2 separate regions of the Culex quinquefasciatus genome follow, and region 2 is linked to region 1. A link is a contact called in public Hi-C data. All regions are on one chromosome and are shown on one strand. The core of a region is the stretch at or near the end of the contact, and the rest is flanking DNA. Distances in the headings are between cores, read along the strand shown.

The links. A called contact is a pair of places that touch in the nucleus more often than the background predicts.
Region 2: a Hi-C map of whole body shows a contact between it and region 1, with 4 times the contacts expected there. The contact joins the promoter of LOC6032329 here to the promoter of LOC6032341 in region 1. A contact is called at or near these places in 2 of 2 Hi-C or Micro-C datasets (both in whole body).

The regions. Positions count from the first base shown.
Region 1 is chr2:13,320,962-13,327,626 of VPISU_Cqui_1.0_pri_paternal, forward strand. It overlaps LOC6032341 (zinc finger protein 761), which reads left to right and starts at 3,188. Exons shown (of 5, transcript XM_038252409.1): 1 at 3,188-3,318; 2 at 3,933-4,397; 3 at 4,457-5,068. The coding sequence starts at 3,310. LOC6032342 (transmembrane protein 60) reads right to left here. Exons shown (of 2, transcript XM_038252410.1): 2 at 6,157-6,665. The coding sequence ends at 6,406.
Region 2 is chr2:13,452,507-13,459,171 of VPISU_Cqui_1.0_pri_paternal, forward strand. It overlaps LOC6032329 (NF-kappa-B inhibitor-interacting Ras-like protein), which reads right to left and starts at 4,287. Exons shown (of 3, transcript XM_001842907.2): 1 at 4,008-4,287; 2 at 3,620-3,856; 3 at 2,690-3,511. The coding sequence starts at 4,121. The coding sequence ends at 3,206. LOC6032330 (dihydroceramide fatty acyl 2-hydroxylase FAH2) reads left to right here. Exons shown (of 5, transcript XM_038255361.1): 5 at 2,540-2,704. The coding sequence ends at 2,625.

The DNA of each region.
Region 1 (6,665 bases), core at 1,938-4,437:
GAGTACAAAGTAAGTAAGTTGAAAACGAAGCCGTTTTTATCTGTTTCCAATCCAAACCTCTAATTTTTCTAATGATTGGGATTTTTCATCATCATGCTCTATAGATTTTACAAACTAAAAATAAAAAAAAAACTTTTTTATTTTTTAGAATAACATTAATTATTATTAGAAAGCAGGAAATGGCATTTACAATTCTGGAGTTTTTTTTTGAAAAGGTCCAATAAACCAAATTTCCAGTTTTTACTTTTTGGGTGTTTTTGAAACCGCCTTGAGTCAGGGGTATTTAAAAACACTCAAAAAGCAAAAACTGAAAATTTGGTTTATAGGTCCTTTTCAAAAAAAACTCCAGAATTTATTAATTTTGTAGAAAAGATTTGCAAAAATACATTGTTATCAACATTTATATAAATGCTCGTAAAGTTTCTTTGAAAAAAGGTTTTGTGTATTCAAGAAGAACGATTATTCCAAGAATTATCAATTTCTGTGAATTAATTATTATTTTTTGGTGAGTACTTTCTTTTTAACCAAAAAGTCTTTTTGAATCATTAGTCCAAACAAAAATGTATACACTTTGGCAGCAGTGCAGGAAAGTTACATACAAATATAAAAAAAAAACGGTATCTTGACACTTTTTTTTTATCGATTAAGTATCTTCGGTAAGTTGATTGATGGAATAAATTTTCGAAAATAATTTTAATTTAGAAAAACTGTCTGAAATACCCAAAACACAAAATGGTAAAAAATCATAAAAAATGATCGAGCTGCGATTTTTTCAACAACACATAAGGCTGGTACAAATTTTATTTAAAGTTTTTGTCCCTTCCTTCAAAGTTGCCCCGAAAAATCAGGGGGCAAAAAAAATTTTTTTTCATAGAACATCTAAATTTCAATCGAAAATTGAGTGCAATCAGCTGAAATCTATTTAAAATACATTCCCCTGCGTTTGGAATCATTGTTAAGCATGTTTGGGTTGATTAAATAATCTTTTGATTTTTTTTTTTAATTTTCGGTCTTTAATATCGCAAAAAGTTTTTTCCGTACATTTTTTGAAGACTAATAATTGCAAAACAACTGAACTAGCGTAAAATGCAATTTTAAACACTTTTTGCATTCAAATGTTGAGACTATGGCTTGTTCTTTAATTTTTTTGTTATATTTAATTTTTTTGTTTTTTTACTCAACGTCCATGTACATTTCTTCAAATCAGTTTTCTTAGTAAAGCATCAAAATAAAATGTTTTTCTGTATTTCTTAAACTATCTGCTGAAAATGCCAAGCATTTTGGAGATATTCTTTCTGTTAATTAAATATTCATTGACTTTTTTTTATTTTTTCTTTTATTTTTTCTATTATTTTTTCTTCCATATTTAATAATAATAATTTTGTATAAATTTATGATTACCGACGAATTGTTTTTGGAACAGAGATTTTTTAAACTGCCCAAAATATACATTTGAAAAATTTTCAAAAATAGTTTTGATTTCAGATTTAAACATGCTATTTAATAGTATTTTTTAGAAGTTGTAGCTATTTACATTAAAAAATCATTCTATTTTAGCTTTAAAAAATCGAATGGTTGAGAAAATTCTTTACTGCTTTCTTTGAAGGACAAATCTTGATCATGAAATTAAAAAAAAAATCCTGATTTAAATTTTATGGACAACTAATATTTTAGCAAACAAAGGTCAAATTAACAATATCCAAATTATGAAACATATGATTATTTTTACAAATATTTTGAATGTTTTAAATTAAATGGCACAATTTACAAATTTGAAACAAATATTCGTAGAAAAAACAAAAAGAAAAAACTCTAAAACTGTGCACTTTATTTTAAATTCTTAAAATTTCTTAACGAATGCAAATTATAGGTTTATCATTCAAATATTTTTGAATATTTTTGGCACAATTTACAAATTTGAAACAAATATTCGTAGAAAAAACAAAAAGAAAAAACTCTAAAACGGTGCACTTTATTTTAAATTCTTAAAATTTCTTAACGAATGCAAATTATAGGTTTATCATTCAAATATTTTTTTAAACATTTTCTGATTGATCAAAAATAATTCGCCCGTAATTCACTGCATCTTAAATATCGTTGTTAGCTTTTGCTTCAAATCAATTTATTTTTTTTCTCTTAAATATTTCGTTTGAGGGGTTTTTTCTGGCCCCCCTGAGACCGCTCGTGGTACCCACAGGGGTACATGTGGTCGAGAACCGCTGCTGTAGAGGAAAAAAATGCTAGTTTTCGCGATTTCTTCACTTAGAATAACAGGAATAATATTCTATTTGAGAAAAGAACATATTGAATACATTAAAGAGGGGCTTTTGTCAAAATTTAAATAAACTTAAAATATTTTCCCGGTTTGTCAGTCGAATTCCCGAGTTTTTCCCGGTTTTCTCCCGGTGGATAAAAATCCCGGGTTTTTCCCGGTTTTCCCGGTTTTTTCCCGAGGTGGCCACCCTGGTTTAAGAGGGGCCACATTATAAGCGGTATACGCACTTCGGAAGGAACCGGTCAAGAAAAAATGTTAATGGGCAGCAGCGGCAGCGCAAGCAAGTCAGAGAGGGTGAAGAAAAGCCCCAAGAAATCGCTCCCTCTCCTTTGTTCTGCTGATCGTAAAGCTGTTTCTTGACCCCTTTCCTTCCAATCTGCATACTAGCTTTAAAGCGTTTTCAACTGAAATCGAGTGATAGCAAGCAAGTTTCTATCATTTTTTTTGCAAAATAAGTTGTTTTAATAGTTAAAACCAGCCAATTGGATGGACTTAGGAGCGAGTGCTTAACCTGCCAAGCTTATGAGCATTTCCCCTACTCAAGTATGTATCAACTTACCTGAAAATGTTAGACACGTTAAGATTCACAACACTTTCTTAGCAATAACTTCTTTTTCTGATCAAATTGTTCGTTACTAGTATCTGTGGTATGTATTGCAAACATATTCACTTGAAAATTTTACTTTTGAACTGGCAAAACCACATGAGAACTTATTAATTTTTTGAACCGAACATTTTCTTTTGAATAACGGATTGCTTTGATCGAAAACAAAACAACACGCTAACTGACAGTTCAAACTTTCGGTTGAAATATTTCACCGATGCTTGTCGGCAACAAAACGATGTCGGCACAAAAAGCCGAACCCGTATCCACTTCGCGTTTCTTTCGCCGTTCTTCCGTCTTTTTTTTGACTTTTCGTTCTTTCTTCGCGTGTGTGTGGGCCACTCAAAAACCCAATGCTGACAACGTTCTGCAATGAAAATTTTGTAAAACCATTATTTACACCCGGAAAAATCGATTCAAATTGCTGCCAATGAACATGGTATGTACCCGAACGGAGATGAAAATCGAGAAAAGTGAGCTTTGCGAGCGATTTGGTGCGATTTTAGCGAATTTTCACTGCCCTGAAACACGTGAATTTGGCACCCCAAATGGCGTCATCGCTGGTGGGACCTGGTTCGGGTGACAGCTGTCGTTGTTTGGCTTGACGAGGGCTGGCGTAAAGAGGAATGTCAAAAGTTTTGTTTTGAAACGGTGCCGTATGATTTGGTTTTGCAGCGAAATTCTTATTGGAATAGAAATTGACTACAGTAATAACTCGATTTATCGCTTCACGATATTTTGGAATAAATATTCAGAAAAATCAAGAGAAAAATAAATATAAATAAACCCAACTGATTTTAAAAAAAAATCCAAGATAATTTAAATGCCTTTCAAATTAGTTTTTCTCAATAAAAAATAACACGTTTTATTTTTGAAGATTTTTTATTTGAATTGACCATTAATTTAAACCGCGATTGAGATCTGTAAAACAAATATTTCCAGAGTTTTTTTTAGAAAAGGTCCTATAAACATATTAATCACAATATCTTTTAGGACCTTTTTTCAATATTCTTAAACATGAAAATTTACAAATTTTATAATGTATTTCCGTAGATGCTCGGCGAGGCTGCGGCCGTGGTCCTGGGAGACCTCCACGACCAGCATCACCAGTTTGAGGAAACAGACCCGCTGTACTGCTACGTTTGCAACGTGGCCATCTCGAGCGCTGCCGACGAATCGATTGGCCAACTCTGCCAACTGTTCCCGATCATAACGGACGAGGAAGATGAAGCGCTCAGTCCTGCGCACATCCTCTCGAATCTGCTGCAGATCGACATCACGCCGGAGCTGTCCCACTCGCAGGCCATCTGTCTGCAGTGCAATCTGCTGTGCAACGAGTACCAACACCTGCTGGACCGTCTCGACTCGATCAAGTTGCAGTTGACCGTTAGCTACAACAGTACTGTGGCGAAACTGACCGCCAGTTTGACGGCCAAAGATCTGGTCGACGCGGAGGCGGAAGCGCTGGACGACGACGTTTCGCAGGGCTTGGAGCTTGCGGACCCAAATGCGGACATTGTGAGTTTTGAGAGCTCGTTTTGTCACTGCCAAATTATTAATTTCTCTCTTTCCGCTAGATCACCCTCGGAGATTTGACCGCTGTCGTTCCGGCCTCATCGGAGGTGACGGACATGGATTCCGAACCAACCATCATCCGCCAAATGCCCAAGTTACACTTCATACCACGGCCAACGGAGTGCAGCTCGCCAACCAGAAACAGCAACTCCAGGTCCATCATCAAGATGGTCCCAAAGGACGTCGAAACCGCCACCACGGACGTCTTCATCAAGTCCGAGATCTGCGAAATCCCGTCAACCATTACGATGGAGCAGTTCTTCGAGGGTAGCGACGGCAACATGGTGGAGATCATCGCCGACGAGGGCGATCCGGATTACATCTACGACAACGTGATCGAAACCATCGGCGGAGGATCCGGCGGCGGGGAGGCCGACGAAGACCCGGGTGGAAGTGACGGGGCGGAAGAAATCGGGACCACTACCATTTTGACGCAGGACGCCGATGGAAACGCGCTCGAGCTGACGAGTTGTTTGGCCAAGGACACCCAGCTACTGGCGGCAGGCGGGAGCACGCATCGAAGGCTGGAGGAGGACGACGGGGATGTTGCGGACGTGTTGATTGCGGCTGCGAACGAGAGTTTGGATCGGATGGTGAAGTCGAAGCTGGAGTCGGTGAGTAGACTTTTTTTTGGTGGATATTTGAGGATCGTCTGCTTGAAAGGCAGATCGCTTAACCATTTGGCTAAGTACCTGGACTTCCTAAAATTCTGGGTGCAAAACAAAATTTGACAACAGTACGTTTCAGAAGTTAAATATATATCTGAATTCATATGAGTGCATTTGCAAACCTTCAAAACGGATTTAGAAATATCTAAAAAAAAAAACAATTCGACCGTTCAGCAGAGCAACTCAAAACTTCCCCTGAGAAATGAAATGCCTCAGTCTTATAGTTGAATAAAAAAAAGGGCTGACCAAGACAATTTTGGGAGCTGTCCATACAAAAATGGTACGTAATTATTGGAAAATCTGTATCATGAATTTGCAAAGAATTTTTCTGATCGATTTGGAGTCTTCTACAAATTTGTGTGGACTATTCAGAAAAAATAGGTACACGGAACAAATGAGCGAATTTAAATTTCCTTTATTACAAAAAAAAAAACAATTCCTTAGCATTTTTATTTTTTTAATGTTGCAGAAGTACGGGCAACAATTTTGCCGCCGATTTTATATTATACAATACTTATAACTTTGCCAAAGACACCAAATCGATCATTAAATTTCTTCAAATGGTAAAGATTTTCGAAAATTTACGTACCATTTCAAATCCTTTGCGGTCGTACTAAGGGTCATTGTACTCAGAAAAATAAGCTTCATCGTTGTGAACAATAATATCACAAATTTAAGCTTAATGAGGACCCAATTTCGCCATTTCTAATGCGAATTTAAATGAAACTTTCGTAGTCGGAGTGAAAAATTTGTGCGAAAAGGTTTTATTTAATAATCTGACAGAAGTGCAAATTTTTCAATGATCTCAATTTCTGTGAAAATTTGCAAAATTTTCAATATTGTAATCTCGTATTTTTGGGAGGTTAAGATTTTTTTTTATATTTTTATCCAATTTTCAGATTTTCAATGGATACTTTTAGCAACGTAATTACATGTTGTTTCCCTTTTAGGGAACGTAAAATCAGTTGATTCCTGTAGCAAAACAGAAAAGAAAATAAGGGCTGTCATTGCTAGACAAATGAATGAAAAATCTTGATCTTGAACTTGAGTATTTTATTCATGTTGTCACACTTAAGTCTAAATTTTGCCGATAAAAGTACTCTTATTTTAAATACTTTTTTTTTATCATACATCAAAAACTACCTACAACCTACTTACGAATCTTAAAAACCCGACCACATCGCGCCCGTTCTCAGTCAATCCGTCCCGCATACAAGCCGGGTCTCGTCCGGTTGGTTCGCTCGCCCTCAGGGAGACGCCGTCAATCGCAGCTTCACGTACCCCTAGGACGAGGACGAGGCCCCGGCGCCGCCCGCCGTTTGCCGGCTGCTCTTGTTCGATCCGATCGAGCGCGGTTTGGGCTGCAGATTCGTGGCCATGTACACGATCAGCATGGCGAGCAGGCACCACACCGGGACCATCATCGCGTACAGCGGAATCGAGTTGTACTCGAGCTTCAGGCAGACCGCAATCTGGGACACGATCTTCAGCAGAATGCCGGCCACGTAGTACTCGTAGTGCCGGAAGGAGATTATCCGCTGGC
Region 2 (6,665 bases), core at 3,037-5,536, 130 kb after region 1:
AAAAAAGTTTTCTTTTGTAAGGACAATTTGTCCACGAGGGAGGGGGAGGGGTGTAACAGATTCCCAAAAAAGTGTCCACGTGGTTTATGGATGGTCCCGAAACAACTTTTCTCATTAGTTAAAAAAAAGGAAATTCTTTGATTTTTTATAGTTTTGGCCACATGAAATAGCCTGAAAAAAATTAATGAACGGATATTTTTTCAAAATTTGCTTCAAAATTCGACGTTTTATATGTGATAAAAAAAACTTATGTTTTCTGTTTGATTGTAATTATGAGGCTTTTTAATTGCAAATTTTTAACCTTTTTAATTTTCTTGAATAAAAAAAAGCAGAAATCAATTTTAACCAGCTTGTGCTATAGAGCTTTATGACGTTTCGCGTACGCACACTAGCGATCTAGATTATATTTTCAAAACGTCCTATCTTTATAGGAAACCCATAACTCATGGGCTCGCTGATGGGTTGCTTTGAAAATTTACTATAGAAATCAGATTTTCTCGAAAATGTTTTTTTTTTTTTTTGACAGCGCGCATTTGCCGAAAGTGCGGCGCGTCGTTTCGAGGCTGATTTGCCGCGTGTCTTTTTCGGGAATACGCGCAATATTAAAGTCTGTATAGCAATTGGGTACTAAAGTCCTATGTCAATTTTTAAGTACAACGGTAAAAAAACACGATTAAAAATCATTTCTGATCACTTTTTTTCATTTTAATGCAAAATTTTGTTTTGACAAGACAACATTTTTTCGATGGATCAACTATGGTCCCCTTGGAACGAGCTGTCAAGTAGGAGCTTTTCTGTCAAGAAGGACCGCGAGGTTAATTTTTCAAAATTGATTTAAAAATCCATTTTAAACTCTTTGTGCTCGTACAAAGGGTCATTGTACTCAGAAAAATAAGCTTTATCGCTGTAAACAATAATATCAGCAATCTAAGCTTCATTTTAGGACCCAATTCTCTGGGACTTCTTTAAGTCACTGAGTAAACCAAAGTGACCAGTCCAAAGAAATGTCATTTCATTTTTTGGCTCCATAGAGCTTTATGACGTTTCGCGTACGCGCACTAGCGCACCATTTGATTTAGCTGGCTGACAAAATTTAACCTCACTTTATTTTCGTGTACGTACACGCAATACATACGCACGTAGATTACTCTATAGAGTTATCTACGTGCGCATGTATTGCGTGTACGTACACGAAAAAGATTGAGGTTAAATTTTATACCGTCCAGCAAAACAAATGGCGTGCTAGTGTGCGTAAGATCGGCCTTAGATAACTCTATAGAGTTATCTAAGCACGATCTCACGCACACTAGCTTACCATTTGTTTTTGCTGGCGGGTACAAATTTTAACCTAAAAATCCTTCGTGTACATACATGCAATACATGCGCACGTAGATAACTCTATAAGGTTTGCTGGTAGCAGGCGTGCGATGTACCACCAAGTTGAACCAAAAATCAAGAGGCAGTGCGAACTATGTTTTACTCTGTGGTTAAATGATAAATAAAATGAAAAAAAGTAACACAAAAATAAAATTGTACATACTGATTTAAAAATAAATTAACCCTCTACAACCAAACTCGATTTGAAAAATCGCCAAAAATCTATTTTTCAACCAATTTTTGATATTTAAAAAGCATTGGAAAAAAGAACTCCTAAAATTTTAGAAAATTTCAAGGTTGGAAGTTTAACTTGTTTTATGTGACTTTGCCAATGTTTTAAAAAATGAAATTTTGACTTTGGCTGTGTTTTTACTAACATTTCCTATATTTTCAGTAAAAAGAAGTATGCCGTAATTTTTGTAGTGTCCCAGACTATGCCTCTACGCATTTTTTTTTTGCAATTTAAATGATGATGGTGCCATTCTACAGCAGAAAATGTGACAAACAAGCAAAAAATTGAAAAAGTTGCTGTAAAAACGTGAAAAAATGTAGTTATATTAGGTGGTAGAATAGGCAAAATACTACCAAAAACAAAAATGAACTAAACAAGATAAATGCAAATTAAAATACTAAAAATAATGCAAGAAAAAAACATAAAACAAGAGAAGTAAAGTTTTTCGTAGAACAAAAGTTGCTCAAAATGACCTCCTAAACACGGAAAAAATAAATAATTTCGAAAAAAAATTTGGGCAGAAGAGGGTAAAACAAAAACAAAAACAAGTTCTTTCTTTTAATTAATTTTTAAATATGTTTTATAATACCAAGAGTGCCATCTTTCGAGCTATGGCCGATCCAAACATGTTTACCCAAGTTGTATCATTTTATGAGTTTAAAAAAATCCCATTAAAATTGTAACTTGGTAAAAAAATATGAAGTAAAGTAATTACTTTAGTTATAAGTTATTTTTTTTTTTGTCAATTATGCTTGAAATTTGAAATCAATAACATAAGGTTTTGAAAAAGACACCAAAAGTTTAATTCAGTGTAATTTTTCAAAAGGTCCTACCAGCATAGGAAACAAACACAAAGTGTTCTAGAATTAAAATTAAAATACTTTTCTAAATATTGTTTCTTATAAGTAAAACGTCATCCTTTTTTTCTAGGTTTCGGCATCAGCAGCACCGTCTGGGACAAGGTGTTCGGCACGCCGATATTCCTGCGCAAACTGAAGTATTTGCTCAAATGGTAACACCCGGTGCTTGGTATTTAGCTAACAAACCAAATGAAACAAAGTGGAAAATAAAAGGCAGTTATACTTAAAAAATAAACGATGGATATATTATATATTTCATATACTGATGTGTTTGCTTGCTTTAACTTTTTTGGATTCGCCACTAACTTTAAGTACACGTTTACAGAGGAGATACACGTTTTCGTTTTTTTACGTTTTCTTATTCGATGACTACTAGGTTGTGCTTCTACGAACTAAAACAAAAAACTAGACGCGAGAGGAAGGGTGCACTTTAAATACGTTTGAGAACATGTTGCTTTATACTTATACTATTAACTACTACACAAAAGGTAGAAAATTGAGGGTGGTGCACTTTGGAACTTGGTCTCTCTCTCCTATCAGTAAGGTGGTGCAGTCTAAGAGTTTTTACTTAAAATAAAAATATTAGAATACAGGATAAATTGCAGCTTAATTGATCACTGAACGAAATGCGAATTGCTTCGTTCAACTTAAATACACCGTTTTTCAAAAAGCGTAAGAGGATAAAAGTTCAAAATAAACGCAACATTTTTGGTACCCTGCGGGAGATCGGCGGGACCTAGCTATTGTCCACTTTGGAGGTTTTCTGCGTGAGTTGACGCAGCTGCGGGAAGCTACTCTTCGTCTGCGGCGGATACAGCCGGCTGGCCAGCTGGACGAACGGCTCGTACAGCGAAGCGCGTTCCATCGCGTTGACGGTGTAGTGTTTGATGCGCTCTCGGGCGCACCAATTGTTGGCCCGGGTAAGGTTCGATTCTATTGCGTCCGTTTGCTGCTGCTGAATTTGGGGCGAACTCAGCGGGGATGAATTGGCCGAACGGGACGACTGGCGGGAGCGCATGTTTGCTATCACAATGACGAAGATCTGAGGGAGAAATTTACTGAATGCTGAGTTTTCTTATTTTGACCAATGTAGATCGTATCGCAATGATCACAGGAAACCTTAAAGATACCAAAATTTTCCGAAACTGACCTCTTTCTTGTCTTTGAACTTGTCAATGTCTGCCTTGATCCCTCCAAGCATGTCCAAACTGGCTGGATCGCTAGGATCATATACCAAGATGAACGCATCTGGATAGCTGAGATAGTGCCGCGGTAACTGGACACTGCCCTGCAGCCCCGCCGTGTCGTAGATCCTCAAAGTATCCCGACTTCCCTTGCCCGTATCCACACTGGCCACGTAAGTGTCCTCAATTGTGCTGTGGATCTCCTAAAAGAAAACAACGCAAAATATTAACACCTAACAGTAACTAATTGCCCCCATCCGGCGCATCTCTGAGTCATTGCGCGCCCTGCTCCCGCCACTCAATTAAAAAAGTCCAGTTATTCCACCCAGTTGAGTCACAAGACCTGACGCTTACCGTGTCGAGGGTAACGTTTCCGTAAATAAGTTGCTCCAAAATTGATGTCTTGCCGACGCCTTTGGCCCCACAAATGACAACCTTGCCGACCTTGCTTATCTTCGAGGTCAACATGATTGGCTTCTTCGCCCGCGTTTGTTTGAACCGATAATCACAGCACTAGCATAGTGTTTTAAGTAAATTTTTGGTAGTAATTAGAAAATTAAAGCGATGGAACTCTTGATGAACAGTAGCGGAGTCGTGAACTGCGACTGACATCAAAGCTGTTTGTTTCTGGGTAAAACTGTCAACACTTGGGACGCCGAGTGAGCCCCTTTGTAGAGGGGAAGTTTGCGTTTTTGAACCCAGTTTGCGTTTGTTCGACTGCACGGAAAACATTCACCTCACCTCTATTACGGACTTCATCGGCCTGAACTTCAATGATAAACCGACGGTAACATTTCAAAAGGCATCATGTACATTTTGACACTTTCTGGGTTATTGTATATTCTGAAAGTACTCCTAATAAGCTACCTCTCCACCAAAAATGAGCAAAAGTTACTTCAGTAAAGTCTGTTTAATCATGATTTTAAATAAAGTAACATAAACAAAATCTCGGCTATCAGCAGTCCCTGTTTATATAGCCCTGTCAACCTGTCAAACAAAAGACGACATGAACCTCGTGACGGAAAAAAGCAACATGAACAAAGCGCCATGTACATTCGGCGAAGAAAAACAAATCATAACAAAGCGTCCCCCTCAATGACAGCAGGGTGATATAGACGTTGGTGATATCAAAAGGAGTTATGTTTGTTTTTCTTAAATAAAATTACGGAAATAATGTTTTATTGAATTTGGATGATCAATTATCAATAAAAGCAACGTTTTTCATCGTTTGTTATCATTAGAAAATCTTATTTTGCTTTTATATAAAAATGGTAATTGGGTACAAAAGCCCTATGTCAATTTTTATGTACAACGGTAAAAAACACGATAAAAAACCATTTCTGATCACTTTTTTTCATTTTAATGCAATTTTTTTTTTTTTTGACAATACAACATTTTTCCGATGGATCAACTATGGTCCCCTTGGAACGAGCTGTCAAGTAGGAGCTTTTCTGTCAAGAAGGACCGCGAGGTTAATTTTTCAAAATTGATTTAAAAATCCATTTTAAACTCTTTGTGCTCGTACAAAGGGTCATTGTACTCAGAAAAATAAGCTTTATCGCTGTAAACAATAATATCAGCAATCTAAGCTTCATTTTAGGACCCAATTGAAAAGACAACATTTTTCCGATGGATCAACTATGGTCCCCTTGGAACGAGCTGTCAAGTAGGAGCTTTTCTGTCAAGAAGGACCGCGAGGTTAATTTTTCAAAATTGATTTAAAAATCCATTTTAAACTCTTTGTGCTCGTACAAAGGGTCATTGTACTCAGAAAAATAAGCTTTATCGCTGTAAACAATAATATCAACAATCTAAGCTTCATTTTAGGACCCAATTGAAAATGGATGCTCAACATTCAAATGCGTTTTTCTCAAAACACATGGTTTGTACATGATGCTTTTTGAAATGTTGGCATCAAAACAATGGTTAACCCTAGGGTTAACCTTATTTGAAATTGGTAAGTTTGTTTACCATTGTCGTTTCGTCGTTTTGAAACCTTATCCAAGATATAAATTGTATCTGGAGTATTCTTTTTAAAAAAAAAGGTCCTGCACTGAAAACCCAACCATGGTTTTTTTTTAATTTATATTTATTCAAATTTTCTTTTCCATGTACATTTATTAAGTTAAAATATTATTGAGTGTCCAATCGCAATTGCGATTATGATCGATGACTTTTCACCTCAACAATCGTCGGACAAAGTGTTTCATATCTGGAGTTTTTTTTTTTGAAAGGTCCAATAAACCAAATTTTCTGTTTTTGCTTTTTGGGTGTTTTTAGAACCGCCTTGAGTCAGGGGTATTGAAAAACACCCAAAGAGCAAAAACTGAAAATTTGGTTTATTGGTCCTTTTAAAAAAAACTCCAGATATAGAGTTATCTACGTGCGCATGTATTGCGTGTACGTACACGAAAAAGATTGAGGTTAAATTTTGACCGGCCAGCAAAATCAAATGGTGCGCTAGTGTGTGTACGCGAAACGTCATAAAGCTCTATTCGCACGTAAAGGGCCCAAGTTCCGTCGGACGAACCGAACAATTAACAATTAAATAAATCAAAAACTAAAAAAAATAACACAGAAATTTATAAATTCCAGAATTGAGAAACTCCAAAATATAAATGTTTCAAAAATAACAAATATTCAAATGTCAATTTAACAAAAAAAAGATAAGTAAATTTAAAAAAACACACATTTAAAAAAATTAATTGGAAAAATTCTAAATTCAAAATCAAAAGTTGAAAGGTTTAGCAATAAAAAAAATTAATTTCAAAGATTAGGCTGTTACAAATTTTATTTGAAGTTTTTGTTTTTTCAGAACTTCAACAATTAAATCACTTATTAATGCTACAATCAATATATAGAAAAAAAAAATTAGTTTTGTTCACCATTTAGAAAATTAATGCATCAAAAAATTTAAAAACAAAATAAATCTAATTTTTACATGCTCATTTTTTTATTTCCGAGTTCGGCAGAATTCTGCTGAAAACAGAACAATTTTTTTTTCGGCAGAAA